2 separate regions of the Mus musculus genome follow, and region 1 is linked to region 2. Evidence: chromatin contacts called from public promoter capture Hi-C data. All regions are on one chromosome and are shown on one strand. The core of a region is the stretch at or near the end of the contact, and the rest is flanking DNA. Distances in the headings are between cores, read along the strand shown.

What was found. Promoter capture Hi-C pulls out the DNA fragments that hold promoters and counts their contacts.
Region 1: a promoter capture Hi-C map of HPC-7-derived erythroid cells shows a contact between it and region 2, with 2.9 times the contacts expected there. The contact joins the promoter of Diaph2 here to the enhancer-like site in region 2. A contact is called at or near these places in 5 of 39 promoter capture datasets (the 3T3-L1 cell line, 3T3-L1-derived adipocytes, HPC-7-derived erythroid cells and 1 more) and 1 of 484 Hi-C or Micro-C datasets (embryonic fibroblasts).

What each region holds. Positions count from the first base shown.
Region 1 is chrX:129,745,925-129,752,199 of GRCm38.p6, forward strand. It overlaps Diaph2 (diaphanous related formin 2), which reads left to right and starts at 3,818. Exons shown (of 27, transcript NM_172493.2): 1 at 3,818-4,192. The coding sequence starts at 4,052.
Region 2 is chrX:129,551,275-129,558,418 of GRCm38.p6, forward strand. No RefSeq gene overlaps it. Among named protein-coding and RNA genes, the nearest start is that of Diaph2, 190 kb to the right of the region's middle. Within about 2 kb of position 5,872, at least 2 of the 459 cell types and tissues checked have an H3K27ac peak or open chromatin away from gene starts, as enhancers often do.

The DNA.
Region 1 (6,275 bases), core at 2,568-5,067, 190 kb after region 2:
ACATGCTGCGTGCCTAGATAGGGCAGATCTACCGCTATACTACCATCTTCCACAGCTTATGAGACCCCTTAGAACTTGTGGTTTTCCCCAGGCCATGTGCTTCTGCTCTGCTTTTCTTCTTCTTCCTCTTCCTCTACATCCTCTCCCTCTTCCATGTGCTCCTTCCTCTCCCTCCCTTCCAGGCTACCTTCCCTTTAATCTGCCCAATCATCAGCTCGCCTTTATTTTACAAATTACAGTGGGAAGCAGGTTTACAGGAAATCACCTGAGTGCTGACTCATTCCCTGTTCACACAACCACTCACTGGAGAATGGAATTAACATCAAATATAATTAGCCCCAGGGCTTCCACAACAATCAGTAAACTGGAGAACGACATCAAAATAATCTGAAGGTCCAATTGATTCCTTTACGAATTTTTGTAGCACTTTAAGCTTCCAAGTCAGAGGAAGCCAAATTCAACATATCCAAGAAGACACAATTATAAACTTTAAAGTGAAGAATTCAGCACAAAATGCTGTTTTCAGCATAACTATCGTCTGGTTTAATGGCATGAACCTTAAGTTTTCAACCATATGAAACAATGTGGCAAAGTTATGAGCACTCAGTGAAGCTGGGAAGAAAGACCTTTCACTATGTGTTTTTAAAAGGCTGACTACTCTTGAGTTCAATTTAAAATTCTGATAGTGGCATCTACTAAAACTCAATGCTAGAGGGGACAAATAACAGGGAGGAGACTTTTCACAGATGATTTTGCTGCATTCCGTGAAGGTTTAATTACCAGAGAATTTTTATTAGGATAGCTATTGGGCTTTTTGTTTGTTTGTTTGTTTGGTTGGTTGGTTACTGCTCTGATTTCCAAGTTGTTTTGCATTCTGTAAGTACTGTTTTATCTGTAGTATGCAGTATTTTAAACAAACATACACCTAGAGTTTCTCTAGGAAGATGTATATGACATTATAGCAGAAGGTCTGGCACCTCTTCTGCCTGTGTTTAACTCTGTATCACCTCTAGTTTGATATCAGCCATATAATATATGCTTAGCAAATACTTGTTTACTTTTAGTCATTCATTAACTTATTAATATTTTGCTGTGACCTTGGAGTTGTTTTTTTTCTCATTTTCCCCCTAATTTGTATTTCCTTTAATGTTTCTATGAATGACAGATTGTTTAGATGAAGATAATGGATGTCTTAAGGTCAGTCTGAAAAAAGATACTTTTCTTTCCTCCAATAGCTGATGTGGGACTTGATGCAAGAGGCTGGGGAACCAATGGGTCTAATGTATACTTTTAATAGTCTAGCTGATGGGTATATCTTCCTTTCTTCAGCACCAGAGAAAAGACATTTTTTTTTCACCCCACAAGCCTACGTGTGTGTGACAAGAAGGAAAATAAAATCACAGGAATGCAGGTGAAGTGAGATCAGCCCTAAGACAGCAGTTGGTGAAATGTTAGGTTAAGGGACAAAATACTCTTGCCTGAGGCTGCTGTTTTCTTCCTTGTGTGTTAGTTTCCAAGAGAGACCAATGACCCTGATTCGTGATTCTGTTTGTACATTTGCTTAACAATTTGCTTTTCACATTAGCTAGAGCAAAATGCTGAAAAATAAACAGCAAGCCTTAAGCCAGGGTCTGAGATGGCCACAATTGGTAGGTATTGATCTTGTTTCATATGTATATGTATATATATATATATATTTATTTATTTATTTTTGAGACAATGTCTCACTATGTAACCTTGGCTAGCCTGGACCTTGCTATGCAGACTAGGCTGGCCTCAAATAGAGATCTGCCTGCCTCTGCTTGCCCAGTGGGCCAGTATGCTCTGCTGCATTGCCTTGCAACAATCCCCCACCTTTGTTTTCTTAAATTATAGGGTTTCTGCAAAAATCTATCTTCAGTCCCTTTGCCTGCCTAGAATGCTTTCTGTGCCTGTTTTGAAATTGGTCAATACATTAAAAAAAATATCTTCCCCAATAGTTGGAGAACTCTATGACAATAAGCTACATTTGTAGTACTTCGTTGGTCCTTCAAGGCTTTCAGCAGAACTTTAACAGCTCAAACCTTGTCTTCTGAGGGAAGGCGCTCTTGAGCTTCTGACATAGGTACTCTGGGAGTTTCCTGTTCACGTAGTTTTTGTCCCATGATGCAGTTCTTTCAGCCTGTTTCTTCCAATAGCCTAAGGGACAGACATGAGGTCAGCTTTAGCCTTCCAACTCCAAGACCCTCACTTTGACCTATACCCACATTTCTTCTACAGGAAGTACGTGTAGGTGTTGGAATACCATTCAGTATCTTTCTGTAAAACCTATTGTGTTTTTACTCTTTTTTAGGTGGAATGAAATTTAGATTCAGTTGTGTATGTGCGGAATGCGTCAAATTGAAAATACACATCTAATTTGTAGTTAAGTATGATCTTCAAGAAAGCAAAGGTATCTCGGAGCTTCTGTCCTTTGTATTGAGAGCATGAACTCCTCTGCTGCCTTCCTTGGGTAATTGGCTACTTTGGTAACGTAGACAGCCTGTCCACAGGATTAAAAAGAAACTTAATGATAAAGACAAAAGCTGAGACTTGAGCGCTTTTGAGATATCTACAATTCTTTTGCTCTATTATTCAAGTTATTTATGTCATTGCACTCACATGATGGCCAAATTTATCATACTGCATTCATTCTGATAAAAGTTTGTTTCAGCATAACTTCAAATTGAATTGGAGAAGGCCAAATGGTCTCACAGCCCAAAGTTATCTTCGTCACTAGTAGGGTTATAGACATGGTTATAGACTTGGTGTTTAAGTTTCTAATACAAGTGGCTTCCCCACCACTTGGTCTCTAATTCTGTGATGGTTTGTTGGTTTGTTGAAACCCCGCCTTTGTAAGGTTCCTTTGGAAACAATGGGAAAATCTACCTTCTGAGGATGAAATATTAGGTGCGGTGCCTTGAGAGAAGAGTATACGCTGCTCCCTGGTATTACACAAAAACATCAGTTGTCTAGAGATTTATCTTTTAAACAAAGTTTCAACACATAAAATCTTATGTACTACTCTTTGCAATAACCTTAAACCTAAACTAGCTTGGGAAATCGAAGATAGGATTCAGTCCAATAGTAAATTCTAAATAGGTGCTTTGGTTAAAAAGCTATCTATGGTAGGGGTAGGTTGGCCTTAACCAACAGCCTGCAAAGGAAGCAATGATTGTATTTTTTTGGGCCACAAGGCAATTGTGGCAAGAGGCACCCACTCTTTCCACTTTGGCCCATACAATCTGTCTAGGCAATTAATCAGAACTCCCTATGGTGGTTTTCTTATACTTTGCCAGTTGCCTTGCTAATTAAACCTGCCCACAGAATGAAGCAAGAGCACATCCCCTGAGGGCCTTCTGCCTAGGGAGGGTAGGGGTGACCAACACTAGTGAAAGCTGATACTTGTGGCCTAGCCAGTAAAATGCTCACAAGAATCCTCCTCACTCAGTTTCCCTATCTCTAAAATGGGTTCTCTCTCTCTCTCTCTCTCTCTCTCTCTCTCTCTCTCTCTCTCTCTCTCTCTCTCTCTCTCTCTTTTTACCCGTCTAGACTAGTTCCCTTCCTTTTGGTGCTAGACAACTAGGAAGTGAAATCAGTGCTTAACCACAGTAGAATGTCCTCTGGTAGGCTCCAGTCTTAGCCCAGGCGGCTCAGCTCCACGAGTAGGAAGCGGCTTTCGGAGCCCGCCCGGGCGACCGACAGCGGGCACTTTGATGAATCACGTGTGTCGAGGCCGTCTTAAAGAGATAGGCACCTACTTTTCCTCCACCCTAAACGCCGCCCCGAGGGCGGAGGCGACCGCGGTGATTGCAGCTGCTTAGGGGCAGGGCTTGCCCCAGCGCTGAGTGGTGGCACCGGCGTGGTTTGCGTCGGGGTTGCCTGGGCTTGGGGAGACCCGGTGGCCTGGGAGCGGCGCTTGGCGGGCAACCCTCTCTGTCCGTGGACGCGGGACATTCTTAGCGCTCCGAGGGGTGTTTGCCCTTGAGGAGACTTGGGGTTTCTGGGCGGCAGGTGACAGGGCCAGAGAAAGATGGAGGAGCTCGGGGCGGCGGCGTCGGGAGCCGGAGGCGGCGGCGGTGGCGGCGAGGAACACGGCGGGGGCCGGAGCAACAAGCGAGGCGCGGGGAACCGGGCCGCCAACGAAGAGGAGACGAGAAACAAACCCAAACTGGTAAGTCTTCCCGCAAGCCCCGCTGGTCTCGGAGACCCGAGATCCCCGGATCGTCCTGCCCAGGAACACGCCTGGGAGCCGGCCCTCCCCTCCCGGCAGCAGCCGTGATCTCGCCGCACAACTCAGGGAACGGAGACGGCGTGGGGGCGGAAGAGCACCCCTTCTCCACTTTATCCGGCCTTCTCTCTCGGGTCAGCTTGCGGAGGAGAAAGGCCCCACCCCAACTTGGGGACACCCTGCGTCGCGTCCTAGAGTACTGGGGTAGGGCTGTTTGTCTAACTTGTGGGCGCGAACCTTCTTTGCGGGATTCCATTTCCCTCCCACCTCTTGTCAGTTGCTGTTTGGTCCCTTAACACTTGGGGTCCCGGGCAGGGGAGCCTCCCTCCTCTCCGTTTCGAGCGCATCGGAGCCCACTCATAGCTAAGGAAATCAAGACAAGCACCACATAGGTTCCTAGCTCCTTCGACTTTGCCAGAAATCGGAGAAAGAGGCGCCTGCGTGCGTTTGTTCCCCCCACCCCCCATGTGCTCACCCAAGAAACATTTCTTTGGAAGTCTGGGACTTGGGGGGAGCGTGGGAGGAGTTGGAGGCTGGGTAACCCCGCCAACCCCCCCCCCCCCCCTGCATCCCAGCACAGCATTTCCACTTGGTTGAGAATGCTCAGAAGCAGTTATGTTCCCCATACTTGTCTCACAGTCCTGACAGTGTGGTCCAGTAGTAGCTCATTTCCTGCTGAGGCCAGAAATCGATGGGGCCTGGTATTGGGTTGGGAAATACTGGGGTTTCTTCAACTCATCAGTTAAAAGGGTTCCTCTTTTGGTAAACTTTCTAATTTCAGTGGCATGAGGAGAAAGGAGTTTCCTGCAGAGATTCAGCAGGCAAACTTTTGAGCCTCTCCTGAGCCTTTTGAACAGTAGAATCCTACTCCACATCCCAAGTACAAGTCCATGTCGCTCGTCTACATTTCAGTTGTAAACAACAACTTGATTATAGTAGAAGAGAGGGTGAGACTGTGACATGCAACTCAAACCATTTCCTGTGGCATCTGGCCACTTGGTCTGGACTTGCACTTCTCTTCTGGCTCCGGTTTACTTTCCTATTATGGACCGTCCATACGGGAAAACAGGGCTCAAATATTAGGACATATGAAATCTTCCATTATGTGCGAACGGACTTGGGCTAAAGTAATCTTTCAACTTTAAAATCTCATCAAAACCTGAGACAAATCTAGAAATCACTTCCCTAATGTGTCCTATTACCCCAAGCACTTACAAATAAAGAAACTGAGTCACAGTTCTTTTGACTTGTCTGCAATATTTATCACAGTGATGAGGGCTCACACCATCCTGGATTCAAGAAAAACAGTTCTGAGTTTATTGTTCGAGTTGAATGTATTTCAATTTGTTTCTTTTCTTTTTGAGATAGGGTATCTCTATGAAGTCCTGGCTGTTCAGGACCATGCTATGTAGACCAGGCTGACCTTGAACTCACAAAGAGCCTCCTCCGTGGGTCTCCTGAGTGCACGAGTCACTGCCTCAGCCAAGCAGTCAAAAGTTTTGATAATGTGACTTTGAAATGTACTAGTTTGTGGTAAGAGAGTGAGCCTACTTCTGTTTTCCCTCTCCCCTTACTTAGCCCAGTATAAACTGTAGTAAAAAGTTTAAAAATAAAAGTTAAGGAATAGTTTCCATAAATAGTTTTATACATTTAGCAAGAATCTCCCAATTTTCAATATAGTAAAGGAAAAGCATTTATCTCTAGTAGTAATAACATTTACTCTTTGGCTATTCGTCCTATTTCATCTTTTATGTTTTAGTTGATTTGACAAGGTAACTAGGTGATTATGAGATAGTATCACTTTCAGTTCCTAGCTAACTAACTTCACTGTTCTGTAGTTATCCCAGCTTGATACAACAAATCAAGTACTGGAACCCAGAGCGCAATACCAACATGAGTTTCTTTTTTTCTACTCATCTATAACTTTTGAGCTTTATGTGATTTCCTGAAGCCAATGTGTCACAGCTAATAAAAACAGGAATTGAATATGACTCATTTTAATGCAAAGAGTTTGATCAAATAACAA
Region 2 (7,144 bases), core at 4,622-7,121:
CCTAATGGGACTACCTAAACTTGCCCTCTCTGTTATGCAAAACAAAACAGAACAACACTACAGCAGCAGCAATAACCATCTCTCTCTCTCTCTCTCTCTCTCTCTCTCTCTCTCTCTCTCTCTCTCAGGTATCAGGTTGTTTTGTAGTTCCATCCAAGTTCACACAACCCACCTGACCCCAGCTTTTCTGGGCATGTGTCTGTGTGTCTATTGTTTCTTCATTGTCTTACAAGCCCTAGTCAGGTTTTTCAAGACCCAAGCTATATGAGTCATGGCAAAGTAGCATCTCCCTTCATTAAAAAAGAGTGAGCTGTTCACTTACTGTCTTCTGTAGCATAGGTAGGTTTCCAGAACACAAGGTCCATTTGCTGTAACATGAACTCTACCTCTGTCAGGACCTATATCCAGCCCCAGGGCCAGTGGAGCTGTTGGTAATGTTAGTGTTCACAATGCTTAGAACACTCATGAGTAATAAAGTCCTGTGTCATTAACATAGAAAATATTAATAATCTGAACAGCATGTACTGTCAGAATCTGTGAAATCATGGTAGTCAGACCTGGTAGCCTATAAGCAGCATAAAACCTAAGTCCAGTGACCTGATGATAAGAGCATATGTAAATTGGTTTGCACTGATTTTAGTGACAAACAAAATAGTTAATTTGTATCGAGAGGAATATAGTTAAATAAAATGATATACTGATTTATGGGATATTGTGCCATTATCAAAAACGAAAATGTTACATCCATTTACATTAACTTAAAGAGATATGTGTGTATGGGAGTAAGAATGGCACGTAACATTGATTACCAAAGATTGGTTAAGAAATATTTATATTTAGCTATAGGTTGATCGTTTGCTTTTTTTCTCTCTCTTAATGTTTCTTTATTTTGCAATAAGGATAAAACTACGTGGCCCAAGGTAGACTTGAACTCACATTCCTCGTGCCATCTGATTGCTCAGAGTAGAGGGAGCATTGCCATGCAGGAGCACTACCATGACCGATTTCTAAGTTTGCATATGGTTACTGTGACTATTGTGTCCATCCAGGTGTACACTCACTATCTTCTGAAGTTCTCACTCTGTATCACTTCCTACTTGGTGGTATGCAGCTTCAAGTATAGCATCCTGAGCCATCATAGCTCCTCCAGATTCATGAGGTATATAGTTTGAATAAGTTGCCCGTAGACTAGTGCAGTATGGTGGCTGGGAGTGAGTAAGGCAGGCCTGAGTGGCTAATACTGGTTTGCCTGCTTGCTTTTAAAGACAGAGTCTTACATGTCCTGGCTGGCTCAGACATGCTACGTAGCTGAGGAGATCCTACCTAAGATTCTCTTGCTTCTAATTCCCACATTCCACCAGGCCTCCCTAAGTAGTGATGATATCCTGGGCCTGAAGCATACTAGGCCAACAAACACCCTGCCAACTAAGCCACATCCCTAACACCATGGACAGTGGAAATACCACCTCAGCTAATAGTAGCTGTGAGGAAGCACTGAGAACTAACTTTCTGAGTTCACTGGAATGGTTTTACTATTGTTGCTTAATTTCTTCTGTTATATATTTAGATAGATAGATAGATAGATAGATAGATAGATAGATAGATAGATAGATAGATAGATAGATAGAGGTTTTTTTTTCTTTAGACAGGCTCTTGTCATATAGTTCTGTCTAGACAGGAAAATTATTTACAGGGGTTCTTTGTTTTGATTAAGTGAGTTTATTAACTATGAACCAAAGTAAAAGAAGTATAGAAAGTAGACAGAAACAAACTGAAGAAGCTCTGTTTAAGGACGAAAATATGAATATTAAAAGAAGCTAGAGATAAATGCTACATTTATGATTCTGCAGCATTTATGATTCTACTTATATGAAATGTCCAGAATGGGAAGCAGAAAATATATTGGTGGTTGTGTGGAGTTAGATAGAAATAGAGAAAATGGGCTGGGTTTCTACTTGAGGCTATGAAATCATTTTAAAATTGATTGTGGTAATGGTGGCAGAACTCTATAAATATACCATATAAATATACTATAAATCAGTAAGTTGTTCACTTCAAATGTGTGACTCATCTGTGTTATATCACAATAAGTTTGTTAGCAAAAATGTGTAAAGAAGGGAAAACATTTGTTTTGTTTTTTTCCTATACTTATCACCTTCTCATTAGCTAAAGGTCTAGAAATTCATGTTCTGTAGAATAACAAAAAGGAACAAAGAAAAAAAGGAGGGTAGAAGGGAGAGGAGGGGAGAAGAGAAGAGAGGGGACTAGAGGATGGGAAAGGAAGGGAAGGGAGTAGAAGGTGAATGGAGGAGAAAGGAAGGTCACATCTACACAGGCCTGTGTTTGAGAAGAAATATCATTTTCAGCTTTCTGTAGTACTGTGTAATCTGGCCATATCATAGATGAGATTAGAATGTCATGTACTGTTTTCCAATTGCTGCTTATCTATAACTGCAAAGACACTTGACACCCCTGCCAATATGCTTGGTATGTTGCTCTTTGGGATAGAAAAAAAACTCTCATTAAAATCATTATCAGTGTGCCAAAGGAAAGAAATCCACCTGGTTTTGTCTTTCTGCCAAACATATATTAGCAAGGTGAGATTTCTTTAATCCTAGCAATGGCTTCAAAAGTATGAAACTTTTATTTGCAGAACAGCAACAATGTACTGTTAGAAGAAATATAGAAAAAGAAAGAAAAGCTAGCATACCTAGGATTTCCCACTACAACCCCCCCAAAACACAGCTTAAGGGGCTCATTAGGAGAGTAAAGGAATGGTTGAAGGGAGGACCAAAGACAGCTAAGTATGTATGAAAACACTATAAGGAAATTTGTTGATTGGAAGACTAATTCAAAAATAAAATAAGGGCCAGTGAGATGGTTTAGGGGTTAAAGGTACTTACCTCCAAATCTGAGAGCCTAAGTTTCATTCCCAGAACCCATATGGTAGAAGAATCAAACTGATTCTGTCAAATTGTCTTCTGACCTAAACACATGCAAACATACACACACACACACACACACACACACACACACACACACACACACAGAGAGAGAGAGAGAGAGAGAGAGAGAGAGAATAAATAAATGTAATAATATTTTCAATTAAATTACCAAAAAGAAAAAAAAAGAAAAACTGACTTAGATCATACTGGTATTGATAGTTTATATATCCTTTGATAGACATCTACCTTAGCATAGCCGTCTCATTCTTTGATGGTAAATTAAGTTTTACCCTCCTTTTTAAAAATTATTATTATTTTTAAAGATTTATTTATTTATTTATTTATTTATTTATTTATTTATTATATGTAAGTACACGGTAGCTGTCTTCAGATGCACCAGAAGAGGGCATCAGATCTCATTACTGGTGGTTGTGAGCCACCATGTGGTTGCTGGGATTTGAACTTCGGACCTTTGGAAGAGCAGTCGGGTGCTCTTACCCACTGAGCCATCTCACCAGCCCCCCTACCCTCCTTTTTTAGAAAGTTTTTTTTTGTCTATTCTTATTTTATGAGCATGAGTGTTTTGCCTGCATGTATGTATATGTACCTGAATGTATGTACGGCCATATACATGCATGCAAGCTCACCTGCATGTGTGTATGCTCACATCCTGCAAAGGTTAAAGAACAGATCTTATCGCCCGAAGTGACAAATAATAATAGGGAGTGGTCACATGGGTGCTGAGTCCTCTGCTAGTCCAAGTGTTCTTAAATGCTGAACCATTCCTCCAACCCTAAATTTACCCTTCTTTCAAATTTCCCTTTGCCAACAAAATACTGGAGAAGTTGGCATGTAATCCATTGCAGTCAGTTGCTAATAAATGAGTAGCTGATAAATCTTTGCCCTGATAAGTAAAATCAACTGTGTTTGAAAGATGAGCAGAGGCTAAGAATTCAATGGCAAACTGTGATGTAAAATACTCTCATTCGTCAAAAAAGAAAAGACTCACTTTTATAAAATACAGAATGTCAAGATTAAACAAAAGAGCATAGTTAATGGTGGAATATCAATCCAGACAAATGAATTAGAGAAAATAGAAATTCAGCCTGGGTTGAAGAGTGCCTGGTGTGACTGGAGCTCCTAAGCAAGCTAGCACCTCTCACATTTGCAACCCTAAAACTGAGCAGAAAGTTGCAGATCTCTTTCTAGACTAAAATTATACTTGAAAATAAGAGTTTTATCCAAATGTCTCTACACTTGGAGAACAATGCATATGTTCATGTGCACACCAGTGATCAGGACACTTTGAACGTTAAAACAACAGGATTGTAAGCTAGAGGCCTGATTTGGCTACATAGTGAGATTTTTTCCCAAAAGAAACACAAAGTATGATAGGTAAGACATGTCACAGATGACTCGGATGCATTCTGCTTCTTAGTGTATAAATCCAAATGTCACTCCCTCCCCTAGAGTATGGGCAGGACTGACTGTCTACCTTCTAACAAGTAAACTATTCCAGAAGTGATGGGATGTCACTTCTGAGATCAAGTTACAATTCATCACAGCATCCACTTGCAGCTGCCACTTTGGGCCTTTTAAAGCCTACTGCCTGGTTGTGAGCTGTTCCTTGCTGAGTCCTGAGATGGCAGCAGCTCCAACGACTCTTTGACCATGGCTTTGAGGAAGACCCTAGTCTAATGACACTGTGGGATAAAGTATGTTGTTATGAGCCTATGATGTTTTGCTAATTTGTTAAGCATATAGGTAGTAGTAAACTCACATGACATAAAAAGGATACCATTTTCCACTGGTTATCTGCAGAAAAAGTTTTTAGGATCCACTGCTCTCTAAGATGAGTCCATGCAAAGGGAGAACATAAGTGGAGGAGAATGGAAAGGAAAAAGAGGGAGAGAAGGAGAAGGAAGGGAGGGAGAGGAAGAGGGAGGGATGTATTACTGCTCTCTGAACAGCTGCAATTCCTCAGAAATAGAAAAGGAGAGAGGAGTTTGGCTCAGTTCCTAATTCCTCTCTTCTCATTTTGGGGGTAATTAGCAGTTAATCATGAGCTTGCAATTTGCTTGTTGACTGAAGATTGAAATATACAGTACTATCCTTACTTAGTAGTAAACTTCACATCTTCCTACTTTTTAAAACCAACCCATCATTAACACCTCATTCTATATAAAAAACATTTAAATGATGTCACATAGCATGCTTAGTGGGTAGCACTTCTAAGCAGCCTTTTTCCATATCCCCAAATCAAACAAAACCTATACTGTTTCTTAAAATTATATTAAATAAAAAAAAACTATTTTTCTTTTTAGACAATATCTTGCTATGAAGCCTTGGCTGGCCTTAAACTCATATAGACTCCCTGCCAGTACCTTTTGATTGCAGGAATTAAAACATTTGACAATATACCATGCCTAAAAGGACATTTTTAAAAAGAACTGTGTGGTGCCCAAATTATCACAAATTCTGAATTCCAAGTGACATTGATTATAACAGATATGCTTCAAAAGCTACACAGACTAATTTTTTTCTCCCTAAAAACAAGTAAAAATGATGACTAGCTCAGGGAGTGTGTTGGGAAGATGACTTTTTGGCTAATAAATAGTTCTTGCTGTTCTTTCAGAGGACCAGAGATCTGTTCCCAGCACCACATCAGGTTGCTCACAGCCATGTGTAACTCCAGCTCCAGAGAACCAGACAATTCTGTCCTCTGTGGGTGCCTATAGTCACATGCACATACCCACATGCAGACACACACAGCTTCATATAATTAAAATAATAAAAAATACTTTTAAAAGTGTGCATGATGAGTAATGGAACAAAAATTCATACAGAGAGCTTGAATACAAGTGGTAGCAAGTACAGAGACAGAGACTGCTGTACAGGCTTGGCAGGCCTGGAGCAGTTGACTCAGCACAAGAGTAATGAATGCATATGTTCTTCCAGCTCTTCCACTTTAACTAGAACACAGGGTAGAGCATTATAAGTCACTGACATGTCCAAACACAGTGCCTCTATTTCCTCTACACAAACCTTCACAAATGCATCCCCCTGGGAGCAGAATGTTGACCTCTCTTCCCATTTTACACAAAATCAGTGCTCTTAATCAGCATTGCTGTATCTCCCACTCCATCAATTTGATGGACATTCAACTTAAGGGAGTGATTTTTTTCCATTATTAAGAATTATATATAAGCTCTTTTTTTTTTTTTTTGCAATGGAGACACTTAGAAAATTATGCATGGGTCTGCCAAGGATGTTGTAATTCTGTCATTCTGAACACATTGTTCAACCAGGAGACCTGGGTTGATGCTGTGATTTTAAACCAGTCAGGGATCCTTTGGGATAAAGTATAATGCATAGAACATTATATCATATAAGAACAGGAAAGAACACGAATGACAGAACTTATGAGGTATTAATCACTGAATATTATTTTTAAATTATTTCAAGTCATTCCCAGGACAAATGCCATCTCCATTTTGACATCAAGTCCATGTAGACTTGAGAAGTAGAAAGCTTACTGATGCTTTGTATTTTCCCTGCCTATTTTTTCTTTAGACTCATAAGTTAATAGTACTTTGGCTTGCTTCCCTACAAATGACACAGCTACATCAATAGATATCATCCATCAAATACCACCTAGATTGTACCTCAGGAAAACTGATTGTCCACAGATCCCCTTAAACAGCTCCACAGTGGTCAACACATAGCTCTACCCTCCCCATCTTTTCCGTACACAGAAATTGCTTTCCTTCTTGAATTCAACAGAGATTTGGATTTTTCTAAGGCAGCCCTCAGGGACATTTTGAAAGCTTCCTCAAGATTATATCATTTGTTTGTCTGCTACAGATAAATTCAAGAAAAAATAAATAAAAAAGGCTCTAAGTAACAGCTCAACATTATACTTGGCAAGTCCTCTGCACTCATGTTGAGGTCAGGGCCTGGCTGTTTTGTTTTTGACCATAGAATAAATCATTTTTCTCCCTTTGATACAGCAAAGCAAACTGAGGCAAAGAGAAGCTGGCTTTTTAGGAGAGAGGAAAGAAGATGGTCAGAACTTATTAGCCCGTCTCACCCAGGTCAAAAGCAGGCTGTATCTTCTCTTTCAAGATGATATAAGTAAATGCTCATTTTTCACTATAGAACAGTCTATGAAAAAAATATTCTCATGTTGCTAATGAGAA